3 separate regions of the Sus scrofa genome follow, and regions 1 and 2 are each linked to region 3. Evidence: chromatin contacts called from public HiChIP or PLAC-seq data. All regions are on one chromosome and are shown on one strand. Each heading gives the region's core, a stretch centred on a gene start, on an enhancer-like site or on the middle of the called end of the contact. The rest is flanking DNA. Distances are from core to core; before and after follow the strand shown. Region 1 holds the start of SGF29 (SAGA-associated factor 29). Region 2 holds the start of XPO6 (exportin-6). Region 3 holds the start of SPNS1 (sphingolipid transporter 1 (putative)).

What was found. HiChIP or PLAC-seq counts read pairs in DNA pulled down with a chosen protein or histone mark.
Region 1: an H3K27ac HiChIP or PLAC-seq map of alveolar macrophages shows a contact between it and region 3. The contact joins the promoter of SGF29 here to the promoter of SPNS1 in region 3. A contact is called at or near these places in 1 of 47 Hi-C or Micro-C datasets (liver) and 1 of 2 datasets of contacts at active chromatin or transcription factors (alveolar macrophages).
Region 2: a contact with region 3 is called in an H3K27ac HiChIP or PLAC-seq map of alveolar macrophages. The contact joins the promoter of XPO6 here to the promoter of SPNS1 in region 3. A contact is called at or near these places in 1 of 47 Hi-C or Micro-C datasets (heart right ventricle) and 1 of 2 datasets of contacts at active chromatin or transcription factors (alveolar macrophages).

What each region holds. Positions count from the first base shown.
Region 1 is chr3:18,386,214-18,389,379 of Sscrofa11.1, forward strand. It overlaps SGF29 (SAGA-associated factor 29), which reads right to left and starts at 1,717. Exons shown (of 11, transcript XM_021088034.1): 1 at 1,417-1,717.
Region 2 is chr3:18,770,662-18,773,799 of Sscrofa11.1, forward strand. It overlaps XPO6 (exportin-6), which reads left to right and starts at 1,397. Exons shown (of 24, transcript XM_003124525.6): 1 at 1,397-2,044. The coding sequence starts at 2,042.
Region 3 is chr3:18,628,366-18,631,348 of Sscrofa11.1, forward strand. SPNS1 (sphingolipid transporter 1 (putative)) reads left to right here and starts at 1,281. Exons shown (of 13, transcript NM_001243020.1): 1 at 1,281-1,896; 2 at 1,995-2,060. The coding sequence starts at 1,656.

The sequences.
Region 1 (3,166 bases), core at 467-2,966, 240 kb before region 3:
GGGTTAAGGATCTGGCATTGCCATGGGCTGTGGCATAGGCTGGCACCTGAAATTGCAATTTGATCCCTAGTCCAGGAACTTTCATATGACACACCTGCTGCCCTAAAAAGCAAATAAATAAACAATAATCTGACTGCAGCAGCTCAGGTTGCTGCCAAGGTGCTGGTTCTATCTCCAGCCCAGAGCCATGAGTTAAAAGATCCTGTTTAGCTGGCAGTTGCAGCTCAGATTTGATCCCTGGCCTGGGAACTTAGGAATGCTGTGGGTGTGGCCACATAAACAAGTATATAAACAGATAAACATGTACTGACTGATGGAGAAAGAGGACAGAGGGGAAGCAAAAGACATCTAGTATAACTCAAGGTGTTTGAAAAATTGGAAAACTGAAGAAGGTGAATGGTAAAACTCAAAATTTCAGGTAGAGCAATGAGTTGAGGACAAGAATTTGAGAGTTAAACACAAGAGATGGTATTTAGGAGCTCCCGCCGTAGCTCAGTGGTTAACAAAACCGACTAGGAACCATGAAATTGCCGGTTCAGTCCCTGCCCTTGCTCAGTGGGTGAAGGATCCGGCGTTGCCGTGAGCTGTGGTGTAGGTCGAAGACGCGGCTCGGATCCCACGTTTGCTGTGGCTCTGGCGTAGACCGGTGGCTACAGCTCTGATTAGACCGCTAGCCTGGGAACCTCCATATGCCACGGGAGCGGCCCAAGAAATGGCAAAAAGACAAAAAAAAAAAAAAAAGAGAGAGTATTTAAAGCCTAGGAAACAGCACAGAAAAGAGATCAAAGATGAGGCTGTGGGGCAGTACAACCAACCACTGAGGGTAAGTTAGAGCAAGAATCAGCAGAGGAGAAACCAGAAAGAGCTGAAGCTGAAGACGAGAATGTTCCGCATAGCAAATGAAGCACGCATTTCCATTTCAGTGGAGGGGTGAGAGCCAAGGCCTTACTGGAGTGTGTTTGAAGGAGAAAAGGGGCTAATGAGTAGAGAATGAAGTTTTGGCTGCAGTGAAATAGAAAGCACCTGGAGGAATATGAAGAATGAGGTTGTTAAACTAAGCACACCTTCAGCAAATAATGAAAGCTGCCAAAGTGCGGGCCCCATCCTCTGCCCTTGTTCTCTCGCACCTGGGGTGCGTACCCACCCCTCCCAGCCACGGAGCCAAGCTCCACGTGCAGCGGCTTCCCACCCTCTTCCAGCCGGCGAGCGCAGGCGCAGTCAGTTACCAGAGAAGGTCGGCGCCAGCCCTCCCTCCCAGCGCCCCGCCTCTCCCGGTCCAGGGCGCGTGCGCACTGCCTCTCAAGAGCTGCCTCAGCGACGCCCGAGAACAGGGACCCCCCGGCCCTCCGCTCCCGCCATTCTCCGAGCGGGGGTGCGGGGAGCCAAGCAGTGCCTCAGACCACGACGTATACCCACCTACAGAACCACGGGTGGAATAAGCAAGTCGCGCTGGAAACTGCGACGGCGGGAGCAGGCGCGTCTTCCCTCGAATGCCTTTCAGAGTCTGCGGATAACAACGCGCTCACGTTCGAAGATTCGCGGCGGCTCAAGAACCACGCACGCTTTTTCCCTTTTATGAGCAGCGCGAGACCCTCTCTACGCGTGCGCTGTCTTCCTCTCTACGCGTGCGCTCTCTTCCCGTGCCGCGCTGCTCCTTGGGAAATGTAGTTTTTACTTGGACACAGAGTTTCCGCCTCTTCAGCTGAACCTTGTTTTAACCAACCAGAGCGTGTTTTCAGTATCCACTCCTATTACCAAAACCTCGATGAAACAATAAAAAAATTTTTAAACGAGCAGATTGTTGATTGAAGGGGGAGCAGTGGGCATATGAGAACTCTGTACTTGTTCCTTCAATTTTGCTGGAAAGCTAAAACTGCTTCAAAAATTAAAGTTCATTTAAAAAATGTTAAAAATAAATAGAAATAAGCAGATCTGTAAACCCAGATATCATTCTTTTAGAGAGTATTGTCAGGAACATATTGTCATTGTGAGCAAATGTTTAACCACAACGGTTTACATCCTAGTATCTTGTAATCTCTTACATAACCCATACCAAATTTTACGTTTGTTTGGTACACTTGCCTGCTCAGGGAGGTTAGGATCCACTGTTTTATTCACCTATATACACCCATAGTGGCTGGTATATAATAAGCGTTCTATTTTTTAAAATTCATATTAGAGTCTTAGACTTCAACACAAACCATTTCAGCCCAAAACTTAATGCAACATTTTTTACCATCAAACTTACTCTTCTTTCTGTGGTCTCTCAGTAAGTTGCATGACCATCTACCCAGTCTCAGTTCTATATCCTGCGTTTTATGGGGTTTACAGAAGCAAGGAGTTCGCATTTTCGTGTTTATTGAAGTCTCAGGAGTTCCCGTAGTGGCGCAGCTGAAATTAATCTGACTAGCATCTGTGAAGACACAGGTTTGATCCCTGGCCTTGCTCAGTGGGTTAAGGGTCAGGCATTGCCATGAGCTGTGGTGTAGCGGCTCTGATCCTGTGTTGCTGTGGCTGTGGTGTAGGTCAGCAGCTGTAGCTCCAATTGGACCCCTAGCCTGGGAACATCCATGTGCCGCGGGAGAAGCCATAAAATAAAATTTTTTAAAAAAATGAAGTCTCAGAAGCTATTTCTCCTGAATGGCAAATGTCAATTTTATTTTCTCCTCAAGGGAGATTTGGGGCTCGTTTTGGGGCGGGGGTGTCTGTGCCATGGCATGTGGAAGTTTCCCAGCCAGGGATCCAACCTGCACCACAGCTGTAACCTGAGGCATAGCAGTGACAACACTGGATCCTTAACCCACTGAACAAGAGGGAACTCCTGGGGCTCAATTTTTTTGTTTGTTTGAATTTATCTTTAATTTCTGAAGTTTCCTGCAATAACTATGTATCAGTTAACATGTATCACTGGATTAATCTTTTTTCTTTTTCTTTCTTTCTTTTTTTTTTTTTTTTTTTTTTTTTTGCTATTTAGGGCTGCACCCACGGCATGTGGAAATTCCCAGGCTAGGGGTCAAATCAGAGCAACAGGAGCTCCTGTCGTGGCGCAGCGGAAATGAATCCGACTAGGAACCATGAGGTTGCTGGCTCTATCCCTGGCCTCGCTCACTGGGTTAAGGATCTGGCGTTGCCGTGAGCTGTGGTGTAGGTCACAGACGCGCCTCCA
Region 2 (3,138 bases), core at 147-2,646, 140 kb after region 3:
TGTATTTTTCTTTGATGCTCTTATCACAATTATAAGTGATTACTTATTTTGTCATACTTTGAAAATAATTTGTCTATTTTATTAAGGGCCCAAATGTGTCTGTTTTGCTCAGCACTGAATCCTTCCAACAATGGTTGTCGCTTAGGAGGGAACAGTAAATATTTGATGAAAGAATAAGTGAAAGCTGTTGCTTTCTGTGGCCATGAGTGATAACAGCAGTTCTCCAGGGGTGATTCCTGGAGCTGCAGCATTAGCATCACCTGGGAACTTGTTAGAAATGTAAATTAGTACCCCAGACCTACTAATTAGAAACTCTGGGAGTGGGTACTGGCAATTAGTGTGTTAACAGCCCTCCTCCCTCCCACCAGGTGATTCTGCTTCGTGCTGGGGTTTGAAAGCCACTCTACAGACTTGCTCCAGTCTCTGCGTAGGTATATCCTAGCAGCACCTGTTCCTTGGGATGGTTTCCTGCTGTTTCTTAAAATCAGCACTTTCAGGAGTTCCATCACAGTTCAGTGGAAACGAATCTGACCAGCATCTGTGAGGACGGAGGTTTGATCCCTGGCCTCACTCAGTGAGTTAAAGGATCTGGTGTTGCCGTGAGCTGTGGTGTAGGTGGCAGATGCTGCTGGGATGTGGCATGGCTGTGGCTGGCAGCTACAGCTCTGATTAGACCCCAAGCCTGGGAACCTGCATATGCTGCGGGTGTGGCCCTAAAACGACCCCCCCCAAAAAAAACCCCCCAAATACCCAGCACTTTTACAAGTCAAGTGGGTTTGAGACGGGAACAGGAACTCACACCTTTTTCCTCTCAGAATCTCTGCAGCTGCTGTTCCTTTGACTGTGATCACTGACTTTATCCTTCAGGCCTCAGTTTACATTTCCAGCCCTCCCTTCCATTTTCTATCTCCGGCCCCCACGTGTTTGTTGTGTTCCTAACACAGGACTCCTCGTTTCTTACAATTCCTTTATTCACTTGCTTTCTCCTTGCTCCTCACCTGCCTCCTCAAAGGCAGCGACCACAACAGTCTTGTGTAGTGCACTAGCCCTAGCACGCACTGCAGCACATGGTCCTCAGCAGGACTGTAAGCTCCGCGAAGGCAGAGGCTGCGTGTCACTGACTTCCAGCCCTGTGCGGGGCACGCAGAAGGCGTCTCCTGATTTGCAGAATGAATGAGCCCAGGAAACGAAAGAGAAACCGCCCCTTTACTAAGATGGCCAGCCCGGCACCCTTTACCAACATGGCCACCGGCCCACGTGGACAGGCTGAGAGCGGCGGGCGCGGGGCGGGGCCGGGCGGGGGCGGGGCCAGAGGGAGCCGTCAGGTGCGGCCCCGCCCCGCGCCCCCACCCCCCGCCCGCTCGATTCCGGATTGGTCCGGTTCCAGCGCCGCAGCCCGGCGGCCGCGCCGTGGGGCCGCGCCGGGCGCTCGCCACTTCCGGCGCGTTGGGGCTGTTGGTCGCGGGCTGCCGCGCGGCGCGAGAGGGTAGCTCCGGGGAGGGCGCGCGCGCAGGGATGCTCCGGGGGTCGGGGGCAGTGGCGGCCGTGTGGGCTGAGGCGTCAAGGATAGCGCTGGCCCCCGGGCCTTTCCCTTGAGCCGGCCGCCCGGGCTGCGCCGCCGAGGCCCCTTCAGCCTCCGCCCCTTCAGCCTCGGGGCCGGGCCCACCGCCGCTTCTGAACGCGGAGGCCGGGGAGCCCCTGCCTGGGCCCGGAGCCTCCCCTCGGGGGTCGGGCCCAGGCGGGGGGGCCCCGAGCCGCTGCTCTTCTTGTCGGCCTCCGAGCCCCATTTCCTGCTTTTTTCACTTTCCTTGGGGAGGGGCGGGTGGGTCTGGATGAATTGTTCCAGGGGTCCCCGATGAGGCGGGCCGGGGGGCCGCACTCTTTTTAGAGGGTCCCTTCGGGGCCCGGGTGGGGTAGAGGTTGTCTTTGCATGGGTGGGGGACTTCCCGAGCCTGCCGGGACCATGACCTGAACTGTGCGAGCGGGACGTGTCCGAAGCCCGAGAGCCAGCTCACCTGAGCCGCCCCCTCCCCCGGCCAGCATGGTAAGTGGGATCTGAGCCCCTTCCCTCCCTGGGTGCGGGGCCTGAGCGGTGGGAGCGGGCTCGGGACTGCTGAGCCATCGCTTCTCCCTGGGGCGGGGAGAGGCGCGTGCCGAGCCCGGCAGTGACACATGCGTGCAGGGTTTGCAGCAGGGCTGTGAGCTCCCATCCCCCCAGGGATGGCTCAGGACGGGGAGGAACCTGGACGCGGAGCAGGCACAACCCTTGCATCTGGTGTTTGCCTCTCTTATATTGTAGCTCTTCGCGACAGTAGCTATCATTTATTTATTGAGGGCTTACTGTGCGTCAGGTGCTGTGCTAAGTAATTGACAAGTATTTAACAAGCTCAGCGGCCCTGTGTTCTGAAGTGGGGAGACTGAGGCACAGAGCAACTAAGTACTCAGTTCAAGGTCACTCTTAAGTGACAGTGGCAATATTTCACCTTAGTCTGATTTCAGAGCTCCTGATCCCCTTCACAGGCTGGAGGGGATCTTGCTGTAGGTTTATATATGGAACAGCTGTGAGGGTTTGTGGTTTGCAGAGGTCACTTAACCTAGATCTCAGCAAAGTCAGGAACTGCCCTATTCTTTTGACACCCAGTCAGCTTTTCTTTCTGCAGCTTGCTCTGGCCTTTGGCCTGGTAGTGCCTGGAGAACTCTTCATCCTTCCAGATCTAGTTCAGAAGCTACTTTCTTCTGAAGAGATAACATCCCCCATTTTCCAGACCCATAGGCGCTCTCTGTACTCCCTCAGATTTGTGTAGTCATATTTATTTTTAAGCACTTGTCTTATTGTTACCGTAATTGTTTCTGAATCTTATCTGTCTACTGCAGTAGACTCAGTTCAAAGATGAAATTGAACTTTTACCTGGCCCAGTTTCTGGTACATAGTAAGCCCATAGGAAGTGGTGGATCGCTTCCCCTGTGTTTGAGCACCTCCAGTTACAGAGATGTTCTTAAGACTGCCCATGTTACCCCTGTCATGTTAGGGGTTTCGTAGAGAGAAGAGATGCATTGATATCTCCAGTGATGTAGATTTTCAGGCCCAGTGGAGTTTTCAGAACATTCTAGGGGCCTGTGGGTGATTAAGTTCTGGAC
Region 3 (2,983 bases), core at 31-2,530:
GCCTTTTCATTTGACAGGTGCAATTTTACATGTGTATGGATAGCTGTCCCCTTCAGATAAGCTCCAGATAAATCTGCATTTGCCTGACACCGGATACAATGCCAGGCATAGAGTACACGCTCAACAGTACTGAGGAAATTCAGTGAATACAATCTGAAATCCCTCTCCATCTCTTTCTTTTAGGCCCACATGGCAGACTAGGCTTAATGTTCTGAAACATGAAGTACCTCCTGGGGCAATACCAAGTAGGTCCGGGACTCAGGTTTCAGGTAAGGCCTCTTGGGGGCCTCAAGATCTTAGGAGACTAGAATTTCAGCAGAGGGGCTTAGAGGTCTGGTTGGAAGAGGGATCTTGAAGTTGTATTTGCATAGAACTTCACTAATTTTACTTAGAGTGTATGTTTATCAGCTGTAGCTTGGTGATTGGGGCAGGGAGGTGCCAAGCAACCAAGCTGTTTTGGTGCCAAGGCTCTGTAGTCTTTGAGCCCAGTCTGCAGCTTGGCCTCCTGAGCCCCTGACTGTTCCAAGAGAGACCATTAGAAGGCGCAAGGGCTTCGGTCCCGTTAGAGGTGAGGGAAAAACCGACTCCACACGCGGTGGATAAATTCTGGGGAGGCTTTCTTCAACGCCTGCAGGGAAAGCTCAGGGGTTTAGAGGGAGCTGACCGGGGCCAGGCAAGAGGCCAGGACTGGGAGCCGCTGTTCACCATTCATTCATCACTGAGCATGTATGAAGCCCCAAACGGACACAGAAGGTAAGAGCGTAAGAACTGTTCCTTGCATATGGAGTTCCCAGGGGTCGAATGTGAGCTGTAGCCACCGGTCTACACCAGAGCCACAGCAACGCGGGATCCGAGCCGCGTCTGCGACTTACACCACAGCTCACGGCAACGCCGGATCCTTAACCCGCTGAGAAAGGCCAGGGATCGAACCCGCAACCGCATGGTTCCTAGTTGGATTCGTTTTGGCTGTGCCAGGACGGGAACTCCAATTTCCAGACCCTTTTAACATTCCATTATCTAATCTGATCTCGTTCGATAAGAAGCAGGCCTTGCAGATAAGGAAGCCGAGATTCAGACGGGCAGGGACTCGCACTAGGTCACCTAGACTCCTTTAGGTCGTCTGTCGGTCCTGCCTGAAAAACTGGGTGGAGAGCTCCCGCTGCGCCCTCAGTCACGTGATGCGAGAGCGGCTGAGAAGCCGCAGGGGCGCGCGCGGCCTCCGTAGTCGCGTCGGGGCTGACCCACCTTGGCGTTCACCGCCCCCAGCCCAGCTCTGGTGTCACATGACCGGCTCTTAGGCAACATGGCGGCGGCCGTGGGGCAGAGCCGGGGCTGAGGGATCGCGAGTGGGCTCCTACCGGGGGTGAAGGGTGCCTCAGCTGGGGGAGTAGGGGACTCGAACCTCAACCCATTCCTGTCCCCGACCTCACCGGGTTCCACTCTTCTCCTCCGCGCGGTGTGTCTGCCGGGGCGGGGACGCATGATAGAGCCCGGGTTCCATCCCCGGTGCTCTGGGCTTCGGGGCAAGCTCCTCCCGGTCTCCCGGCGCACCTGCTTTGCCTGGGTTCCCCCTCCATCCTCCTTTCTCCAGCCTCCTCCCCACGCAGGGATCGTCAGTGGGACCGGAGCGCGGGCGGGCGCGACCCCCCGGGACCATGTCCGGGTCCGACTCCACGCCCTTCCTCAGCCAGGCGGATGACACGGATGACGGACCGGCGCCCGGCATCCCGGGCTTGCCGGGGCCCATGGGGAACCCGAAGTCCGAGGATCCCGAGGTCCTGGACCGGGAGGGACTGCAGCGCATCACGGGCTTGTCTTCAGGCCGCTCGGCTCTCATAGTGGCGGTGCTGTGCTATATCAACCTCCTCAACTACATGGACCGCTTCACCGTGGCTGGTACTGACTTCAGGGAGAAAGTTAGAAGAGGGGAAGGGAGCGGGTTTCCGAAGGTGGGGCGGCCTCGGCCAGCGCATCCTGAGTCTTCTTCTTCCCAGGCGTCCTTCCGGACATCGAGCAGTTCTTCGACATCGGAGACGGTAGCTCCGGCCTCATTCAGACCGGTGAGTGGAGGTTCCCTCCTGGGGGCACAGCAGATCTTTTATCTTGTCTACTCCAGTTGGGGCTGCATCCTGGCATGCCTGGGGAGTCATTTGTGCGAGGTACCGTGGCCAGAGGGCTGTGATTTTTGCCCTGAGGCGGTCCTGTTGAGTTAGGAGCCATATTTACAGAGAATTAAAGAGGGAGTCAGTTCATTGTCACGGTGAAGTCAGACCTGGGTTTCAATCTCAGCTTTCCACGTAATGTGATCGCTGGCAAGGCTCTCAATCTCTCTAAGCCTCACTTTCCTTGTGGGTGAGATGGAGTTCGTAATAACCCAGCTCACCCCTTGGGACCGATGTGAGGGTTAGATGAGATAGTGCTGGTGAAGTGCATAGGACAGTGTTGGAAAATGCTGGGCACCCAGTAAATAATGGAGCAGAGTGTCTGGAAAGGGGAGAGGTGAGTTTTACTTGTTCAGAACTTGGGATTTGTGGGAGGGCCAAAGCCAGGGCCAAGTCTCTTTTCCTTCCTTCTCTCCTTCATTTCTGTGCTGGTAGCAGGTGGAGGCCCTGGAGCTAATAACATCCAAAGAACTTGGCCAAACCTTTTACACCCATTGTCTTCTAATCCTTTTATCAGCCAAGGAATCCTTATTATTATTTTATAGAGGCAGTAGGTAGTATTATCTGCATTTATATAAAGAAACTGAGGCTAGGAGAAGAGTTAAGACTTGCCTGGGGTCACACAACAAAAGGCAGAAGAGGAGTTGGAAACCAGGTTTTGCAGTGTTTTTTTTTTTTTTTTTTTTTTTTTTTTTTTTTTTTGCTGCCCTCCAGGCTGCTAAGGAACTGGAGGTATTTAAGCCAACGTTCCATGGAATGAAAATGAGATCATAGGTCCAGGTCTGCAAAGCTCTTAAAAGTTGTTGAGTTTAGGGGAGCTC